Regions from separate parts of the Mus musculus genome. Here all the other regions are linked to region 1. The links are chromatin contacts, called in public HiChIP or PLAC-seq maps. All regions are on one chromosome and are shown on one strand. The core of a region is the stretch at or near the end of the contact, and the rest is flanking DNA. Distances in the headings are between cores, read along the strand shown.

Region 1 (2,700 bases), core at 18-2,517:
CCTCTGCTCATTTTAAACACATTATTAGGAGCCATTTTTAGCAAGGGGGGATCAGGCAGACATCTCCTCACCTTGCTGGGAAATCACTCAAGCAGGCAGGGACATCTCAAAACTGGAGTCTGAGGCCGACCTATTTGGCCTGCTACAACCTCTTCACCTGTCCTTAAGTTCCTCTTAAGGTCACTCCCGGTGGCAGGCTGGGAGCGTCTAGCAGCGAGCTGACCTTCCCGGCAGCCTCCCAGTCTCTCGGTGGTTAAGTGCTGTCCCTTCCAGGCGAAGGCCCTTTCCTTGTTGTAAAACCCTCTTTACAGACATCCCCTCTTTTATCCTGATTTTTTTTTCACGGTCTCTTAATTTACTTAATTTCCAAGTTAATCTTCGTGGAAATGCCCTTTTCCTTACAAATACTGCCTTCCTCCCTCCGCCCACACTAACTCCGATACATCCTGCACTCACAACCATAGTAAGGACAACTGGACTTCCCTCCCCACAGTACCGGGAACCCAAGGACCGATAGCGGGATGCTGAACAGCAAACCCAAGCCAACCCCACGTCCTCTCAAGGTCTAAGCCTTTCCCAAGCCTTCCAGCTGGCTCCGAGACCCCCGCGGCCAAGTCCTACCCTCTTCGCTCTCATCACAGCTACCTCAAACACACCCGAGAGGCAAACAGCTTCTGAGGTGACTTTCACGTGCTAAGAAGGTGTCCGAGAGGATCCTCGTCAGGTAGGAGATGCCTAGAACGCTAACACTAGTATCGAATTGCTTGCTGGAGCTGATAAGAAAAGGCCTCCGTCCGGATGGCTCGGTGACTTAGGAGAAACCGGAGCACGGCGATCCGCACCACGACCTACCTCCGTGAGGACCCCAAACAAGCAAATAAAAACAACCAGCTCTTACCTTCGTTGTCCCCATGGTCCCAACCTAGTTCTCAAGTCTTAAGGTAGATCTAGAGGTATCCAGCCAATGTTCTCGGCAGCAAGTGTTCCTCGGGTCCTACAGAAGCCGCTCTCAGAAGGCTTAAGGACTATCACCGAAAGCATCACAGCCCGAAGCCCAGCCTACCTATTTATAATCTCTGCAAGGGGTGGAGCCTTCAACCTCCCACCCCCCAATCCTTAACCTGTGACCCCAGGAATTCAGTGACCTCTTATCTGATCTTCACCGCTCCACCCCCAGCCCCTGTCCTTTGCAATCAACCACCATCACCCACCCCCTCCTGCTTTTTACCACATCCTCCTCGTGGTTCTTTTTTTTTTCCCCTCAAAGCGCTTCCAAATTCCTTCCCCTTTTCAAGAGCCGACAGCCTTTTTGTTTCACAGAAAAAAATACTAAAACAAAGTTTGGAGGGCGGGCAAATTTGAAGGCAGTCGGGATGGAATCAGTCTAAACGCAGAGTAGAGTCAGTGCTGCTTTTAGTTGAAAGTCATCCAAGGAGCAGGAAGCAGAGAATTGATAATGCGTTTTCATTATAGGCTGGGTGTACTCGCCTTGAAGGAGGGAAAGGCGAGGCAGTCCAAGAAAACGCATCCAGGTGTGAAGGCAGCCTTCTTGACTTGAGGCTCCAAGAAGGATCAAGTGAAGTACACAGCCCCAATTCCTCACCACAGCATACGCCACCCCACCCATTGTGAATTCTGCCTCTCTCAGCTCTGTTTTGAGATTAACAGCATCTAGAAACACAACAAATATCTAATTCAACTTACAGATTTTTGCTGAGTGCATAGCTCTCAAGCGGGAAGAAAAAATTAAGAGCTGGGGTGGAGGTGTCTCGCAGTGGTATAGCACTTGCCGCGGCTCTAGGTTAAACCCCCAGAACAATCAGTCTAGGGTAACTGATTCTCATATAAGAAACGTTTGCTAACATACTATTACCTAGGGATTGTGTGTCTCTCGAAAGACAAACTTGAGACAAGTACTTCACTACCACACTGAAAGAAACCTAAAAAGTTGGGTACGCGAAAGGAGAGCTTACAGAGAGGCCTGCGATGGCCTGCAGGAGGCAGGCACATTTCAGGTGAGCTCCAGAGTGAAGCAGCTGAGCACGTGATAAACGTGTGACACTGAGGCTCTAGGCTCTGACTCCCGGTGCGGGGGAGGGAAGGCGACCCCTCCCCTGAAGAGTGATTTGGTATAGGCTCGAGGAAGGAAAGGCATCTTCAGTCCCTAGCTTTCTGGGCAGAGATCTAGACTGATGGACTGAACTGAAGCAAACCTGGTCCCTTTCTCCTTAAAGGAGGGTCTTTGCCAAATCGGATGCTTGCTGAGAAAACTGAGGTGGAGTGAACCGGACCGCGCAAGAAAATCATCCCCGAGGTTGCACCCCCTTGCTCTCGTCATTTTTCTTTCCTAGAAGCACTGAGTCGGAAGCGCCGTTTAATTACCACAGCAACTGAATCTAGCAGCTAAAGAAATAGTAAAGCCCAAAGGCCAGTGCCTGCCAGTAGAAAGAGAATCCAAGCCACTTGGTGCAACATTCCATTTTCCTGTAGCCACATTAGAAATAATGAAGGTTGTCAAGATGGCTTAGCAGGTAAAGGCACTTGCTGCCAAGTCTGGAGACCTGAGTTTCATCCCCACGACCCACACATGGTGTCAGGAGAAAACCAAGTCCACAAAGTTGTCCTCTTTTTGTTGTTTTGTTTTGTTTTGTTTTGGAAACAGGGTTTCTCTGTGTGGCCCTGGCTATACTCGAACTTGCT
Region 2 (2,700 bases), core at 35-2,534, 2.2 Mb after region 1:
TCCTATCAGCTCCCTCCTTCCACTTGGACCTCGAGAACTATACTGCGCCCCCCCCCCCAAAAAAAAAAGACTGGGCTCCCAGCCCCCAAGCCTGGCCGCATTAATTTCCCTAAGCGGCACTCCGCAGTTTCCCTGGGGAAATTAGAGGAAGGCTGAAAGAGAGACAAGGGCAAAGGGATGAGGCCGGGAAAGGCAGCTGCTGAGAGCAAAGATAGCTTGACGTATGGTCAGGCGATGCTGAGCTCCAGCTTTTTCGAAGGCTCGTTTCTCCGTCTTTCTGATTTTTAGAAATTCAACATGAGGGGAGGCGATAATGGAAAAAAAATGGAAATCGGTAGTAGAGGAAGAACAAATGAAGATGGGCAAAAAATTTTTTTAAAAATTAAAAAGGGGGGGTGGAGAGGAGCAGCCCTTCAGGGACGAGGACAGACGGTCGGGCGGCAAGGGGAGGAGCCGAGGAGTAGCCTCCCGGGAGAGTCCTGTTTACACTTGAGGATCCCAAACCGCTTAGCAGAGGAAAGGTGAGGTCATAGTGGCAAGAGACCTGGGGGCTCGGCTCGGACATGGGGCCCGGGAAGCTAGAGGCGCCGCTCTCCGACGAGAAGGCGGACCGGGCAGAGGCGGGCGCGGCAGGCAGGGCACGAGAGGGGTGGGGATGGCGGGGCCGGGCGCAGGCCGGGCGGTGAGGCCCGAGCCACGGCGCGCTGGGCCGCTAGAGGGCGCCGGTGGTGCCGAGCGGGATAGGCAGCGCCGGGCTCCGAGCGGGGGGAGGGCGCAGCGGGGTCCGCGGGGACCGGGCGCCAGGGCCGCTCGGGGCCGTCGGGGGCGACCGGGCGCGAAGGACCGCGCCGATCCCGGGGCCGCCCGGGTGCCGCGCCGCCGCCGCCCCTGCCCGTACCTTGGCACTCAGCTCGGCCGCTGCCTCCACGCTCTTCTCCGACATGGTGCCGGGGCCGGGGCTGGCAGGGAGCCGGGGTCCCGGGGCCGAGGCGGAGGAGCCCTGGACGGCGGAGGGTGGCCGCGGCCGGAACTTGGCGCGGTGGCGGCGGCGGCAGCGGCAGCGACGGCCGCTCGGCAAGCTGGCTCGCTGCAAGAGGCGGCAGAGGCGCGCGGGGTGGGGCGGGGGTGGGTCCCGAGCAGAGACCCGCAGGGCTGCGGCCGTCCGGAGGGCGGGCGGGCGGGCAGGCGGGAGGACGATGCGGGCGGTGGCCGGCGCGCTCCGGTCGCGGTCGCTCGGTCTTGCTCGCCGCCCCCGCACCAGCAGAGCTGCCGCCGACCAGCCGCTGCCGCCCCCGGGAAGGGAACCCGCTTTTAAGGCGGCGCTGCCCGACGGGAGGGGCTTCCCAGGGGTGGGGCAGGCGAGAGCGGGGAGGAGAGGAGAGGGGAGGGGGATGAAAGAGGAGGTTGGAGAGGTGGGGATAGGAGGATGAAAGCGAAGGGCGGGAGAGCGAGCGGGACAGGAGGAAGGACGAGACCGGGCGGGGGAATGGAGAGACTGACGGTTCGGGAGCGAGCGGAGTGGGGCGAGGAGGTGGGAAGGGGTGGGGTTCCTGCGGGGAGACACCGCTCCAAATGCCAGCCTACTGCCTGCAAGCTGGAGTCTGGCTCCTGGGGGCGGACTGGCCAGACTCCTGCTGACCTCCTCCTTTTAGCCCTGGGATTTTGCTAAAGTGGGGGTGCAGGGAGTGGGGCTGTAGATGTAGAGGCTGGGCAGGTATTTGAGAAACCAAAAGCTGAAAGGAGAGGAAGAAGGCTGCAGAGCCACTTCCATTTCTCGCTCCTGTCCGCCTTCTCTAGGTGGCCTTGAGGAGGAAAGTGAGAGTACAAAGGACAGCCTGGGCCTCTCGGCTGGACTTGACATTTGTGGTCCTTGTCGGGTTCCTTCCAGTCTGTTTCGGGGGATGTGAGGGGCCCTCTGATGTTCTCGTCTGCCTCTTTATTCTTCTCTCCTCTTACCTGTCTCACCTCACTTAATTGCCTGGTTCTTGTGTTTCTCTTCACCTCTTCATTCATATAGACCGAGACCCCTCCCTTACAACCATCTACATCTCTTATGTCTCAATTTACTTTGCTCCAGATAACACTGTTTTCTTACCTGATTATCACCTGGCCCTATAAACTTAGCTAATTTTCAACTCTTTCCGATTGTCCTTGTACATTTTCCCTCTCGTAGCTCTTCTCTGTCTTCCCCCCAGTCTTTCTGAATTCAATTGTCCTTTGCACACACGGGCCCAGATACGGGGTTCCTTGTCCTCAGCGCCTCACCCCTAGGTTCAGAATCTTTAGATAATTTTTTGAGAACCCTAAGATTCAGAAAGAGACGGGCTGGCCTGTCAGTCTGAGGCCCGAACGGTGGATGAAGAAGAAGGCTGGGCTTTGGGAAAAGATTGTCTTTGGGGTGTGTGTGTGTGTGTGTGTGTGTGTGTGTGTGTGTGTGTGTGTGTGATCTGTCATTATTACCCCTCACCTTTTCCTAATCATTTTTATTTCCTTAATAAAAAACATCACCTTTAGCCAGATGACCTATTCAGCACTTGGGAAGCTGAGGCAGGAGGATTGCCATTAGTTTGAGGGCATCCTGAGCAATACATCTTGCCCCTTCCCGACCCCCCCCCCCAATTAGAAAAAAAGGGAAGCCATTGTTGGTCTTCCATCATCATTTAGCATGTGAGCGTGTCAACACACCATCGTTTGATCTCT
Region 3 (2,700 bases), core at 139-2,638, 2.3 Mb after region 1:
TTTAGGACTCACTGACATTTACAGAGTGTTTAAGCCCTGGGACTGGATGAGATCACTGGACAAAGAATGTGGAAAGAAAAGAAGGCCAAGGACTAAGCCCTAGGAGCGCCAACATGTCGAGGTCAGAACCGAGGAAGACAGTAAAGAACAGCCAGAGGGTTGGAGGGGAGCCAGGAAAGTGTGGTTTCCTAGAAGTTTGGGGCGCAGGGTTGGGGGGGGTCATGCAGGGAGAAGGGTTAGGTATGAATGGGTAGGGTCAAAGGAATTTTAAAAAAGATTTATTTATTTATTATATGTAAGTACACTGTAGCTGTCTTTAGACACTCCAGAAGAGGGAGTCAGATCTCGTTACTGATGGTTGTGAGCCACCATGTGGTTGCTGGGATTTGAACTCAGGACCTTTGGAAGCATAGTAGTCAGTGCTCTTAACCACTAAGCCATCTCCCCAGCCCCAGAATTCTCTTTATTACATCTAATTAGTGTATGTGTCACACCACTTGTTCAGGGGTCTGGTGACAACTTTCCTTCCACCATGTGGGTCCTGGGGATAGAACCCAGGTAGTCAGGCTTGGTGGCAAGCACCTTTGTCCCCTGAGCCATCTCCACGGCCCAGGTCAAGGGAGTTTTAAGAGATTAGAAAAGGGCACTCAGAAGCCTGAATCTAAGTGAGCCCGTGTAGACCATTTGGGAACAGACAAGGAGAAACTTCTAGAGGGAACAGCAGGGTGCAAAGCCCCGAGGCAGGCTTCTAGTGCCTCTGGTCTAGGAATATTCCCCAACTGCACTAAGGCTGTGCCGAAGAAATCCTTAGGAAAGAAAGCTGGAGATACCCAGAGGCAGGAATCTACGGGGGCCTCCTTGTGAGCCATAGTGAGTGTTGGATATTCTGAGTCTCGGAAAAGCTAAGTATAGCAAATGGTCTTGAACCATTTAAGGACTGTTTGGGTTGCTTCAGGGAGAATGAATTATAAGAAGGATCATAGTGAAATGAGGAATTAATCTGCTGGGGGCACTCCAATTTGCGTATGCAGTCTTCTCTCCCACCCCTCTTTGGTCCTCTCACCCACGGTCTTGAGCTGCCTTTCCACCTTTGCCAGAGTTGGGGACTCAAATGTATGGATGACTCAGAATCTCAGACTGCTTGGGGGTCAGAAATCATGAGGTCTGTGAAGCTGCGCTTAGGTAGAGGGGAAGCTTACCATCACTACCCAAAGGAGGTTGCGTCCCCCCAACCCCCTCCATCCCTGCTCCTCTTCCCAACCTTGCACCTGGACAAAAGCTGAGCTCGCAGCGTAGCAAACGAAGGGTTAAGTCGTGCGTGGCCTACAGACGTGAGAAGGAGAGGCGGAGACCAAGTGGTCCTAGTCGCCCGCCGAACCCAGCCGAGCCCGGCCGAGCCCAGCCGAGCCCAGCCGAAGCGAGCGTCTCCCGCCGCCGCCGCCGCCGCCGCCGCCCCGCGCCCCGGGCGCCCGCCCCCCTCCGGCTCCAGCTCCTCGCTGCCAGCCAAACCTCCCGACCATGCCCGGCGCCCCACCCGTTTCTGCGACCCCCCAGCCCCGCGTAGCTCCGAGCGCCTGCAGTCGTCGCGCCGCCACACCAGGCATGCAGGTGAGCGAGGGGGACCCAAAGCCCCTACCCGTAGGGAGCAGACTCTGCCCTCCCAGTGCCAGCTCCGCGTCCTTCGCCCCCCGCCCCTCCTGGCGCGGTCTCCAGCCGCCTCCAGTCTCCCAGAGCTCCTTTCCACAGTGCCCTCCATCCCTCCGCTGTCCTGACTCCATCCTACCCTCTTGGTGCAGCAGTCAACGTCTCCGCGCCTGCCACCATCCCGCCTTTAGCTCATCCTGCAGCTTCGGGCATCCTCCTGCCTCAGGTCCCCTTTCCGCTCTGGGTGCTCCCTCCAAATCCCTTGGCCGATCGTTTCCTTATTTTTCCCGGTTCGCACCGCTTTCCAACCCTATCCAGGGAGCGCAGGCCTGTGGGATTGGCGGGATTGGGGGGCTCTGCTAGAGATGGGGCCCGGTTCCCCCACCCCACCCCCAGTTCGTCTTCTGCGCACAACAGGTCGGTGAGGAGCGCGAAGGGGGTGGGGTGGCGCACCAGCTTGGGGACTGCGGACTTCCTGGAGGGGGTGACAGAGGGGTACGGGGTGTGTGAAGGGGCTGGAGTTGACATTGGTGGTGGTGGTGGGTTGTAGCCAACGAAGGGGCAGGTATGCCCTGGAGTAGCGGGCCACTGGTGTCGCCGAGTCCTTATTCGCTCCACTGGTTCGGCTACCATTTCTTTCCTCCCGTTTCTAACCTCCTCCCACTAAGCCCCCCGGCCTCTTTCCTTTCCCTTCTCTTTCACCTGGCCTCCAGCTCTGTCTCCATATCTCTTTCAATTTCAAGAAACAATTCCTAACTCCTCCATCTTTGCTGTTCTGTCCACCCCCCACCTCCGGTCCCCGTCCCTTCCTTTTTTGATTTTGCCTTCAACACCGTGTTCTAATCTGTCTCAATGACTCTCTCCCCGTCTCTGATCTCCACCGTCCTTTTCTCTTCCACTCTCTTTGCTTCTGCCCTGACCAGACCCCTCCATCCTCCTGCCTGATGCCTGTTTTCTTTTCCCTCCCTGCCGTCTTCTCTCTTCAGCATCCTTGGCCAATCTCCTGTAGCCCCTCTTTCCTCCCCATCTCCTCCCTTCCCAGCTGCTGTCTGTCCG

Evidence for each region. HiChIP or PLAC-seq counts read pairs in DNA pulled down with a chosen protein or histone mark.
Region 2: a contact with region 1 is called in an H3K4me3 HiChIP or PLAC-seq map of stem cell-derived neural progenitor cells, with 4 times the contacts expected there. The contact joins the promoter of Ptms here to the promoter of Slc2a3 in region 1. A contact is called at or near these places in 4 of 115 datasets of contacts at active chromatin or transcription factors (embryonic stem cells, extraembryonic endoderm stem cells and stem cell-derived neural progenitor cells) and 2 of 9 other capture datasets (adipose tissue and embryonic stem cells).
Region 3: a contact with region 1 is called in an H3K27ac HiChIP or PLAC-seq map of embryonic stem cells, with 14 times the contacts expected there. The contact joins the promoter of Pianp here to the promoter of Slc2a3 in region 1. A contact is called at or near these places in 1 of 484 Hi-C or Micro-C datasets (embryonic stem cells) and 2 of 115 datasets of contacts at active chromatin or transcription factors (both in embryonic stem cells).

Annotation. Positions count from the first base shown.
Region 1 is chr6:122,741,478-122,744,177 of GRCm38.p6, forward strand. It overlaps Slc2a3 (solute carrier family 2 (facilitated glucose transporter), member 3), which reads right to left and starts at 1,268. Exons shown (of 10, transcript NM_011401.4): 1 at 899-1,268. The coding sequence starts at 913.
Region 2 is chr6:124,916,662-124,919,361 of GRCm38.p6, forward strand. Ptms (parathymosin) reads right to left here and starts at 1,285. Exons shown (of 5, transcript NM_026988.2): 1 at 899-1,285. The coding sequence starts at 943. It overlaps A230083G16Rik (RIKEN cDNA A230083G16 gene), which reads left to right and starts at 202. Exons shown (of 2, transcript NR_152158.1): 1 at 202-521.
Region 3 is chr6:124,995,332-124,998,031 of GRCm38.p6, forward strand. Pianp (PILR alpha associated neural protein) reads left to right here and starts at 1,389. Exons shown (of 6, transcript NM_175696.4): 1 at 1,389-1,608. It also overlaps a transcript of Cops7a not described here.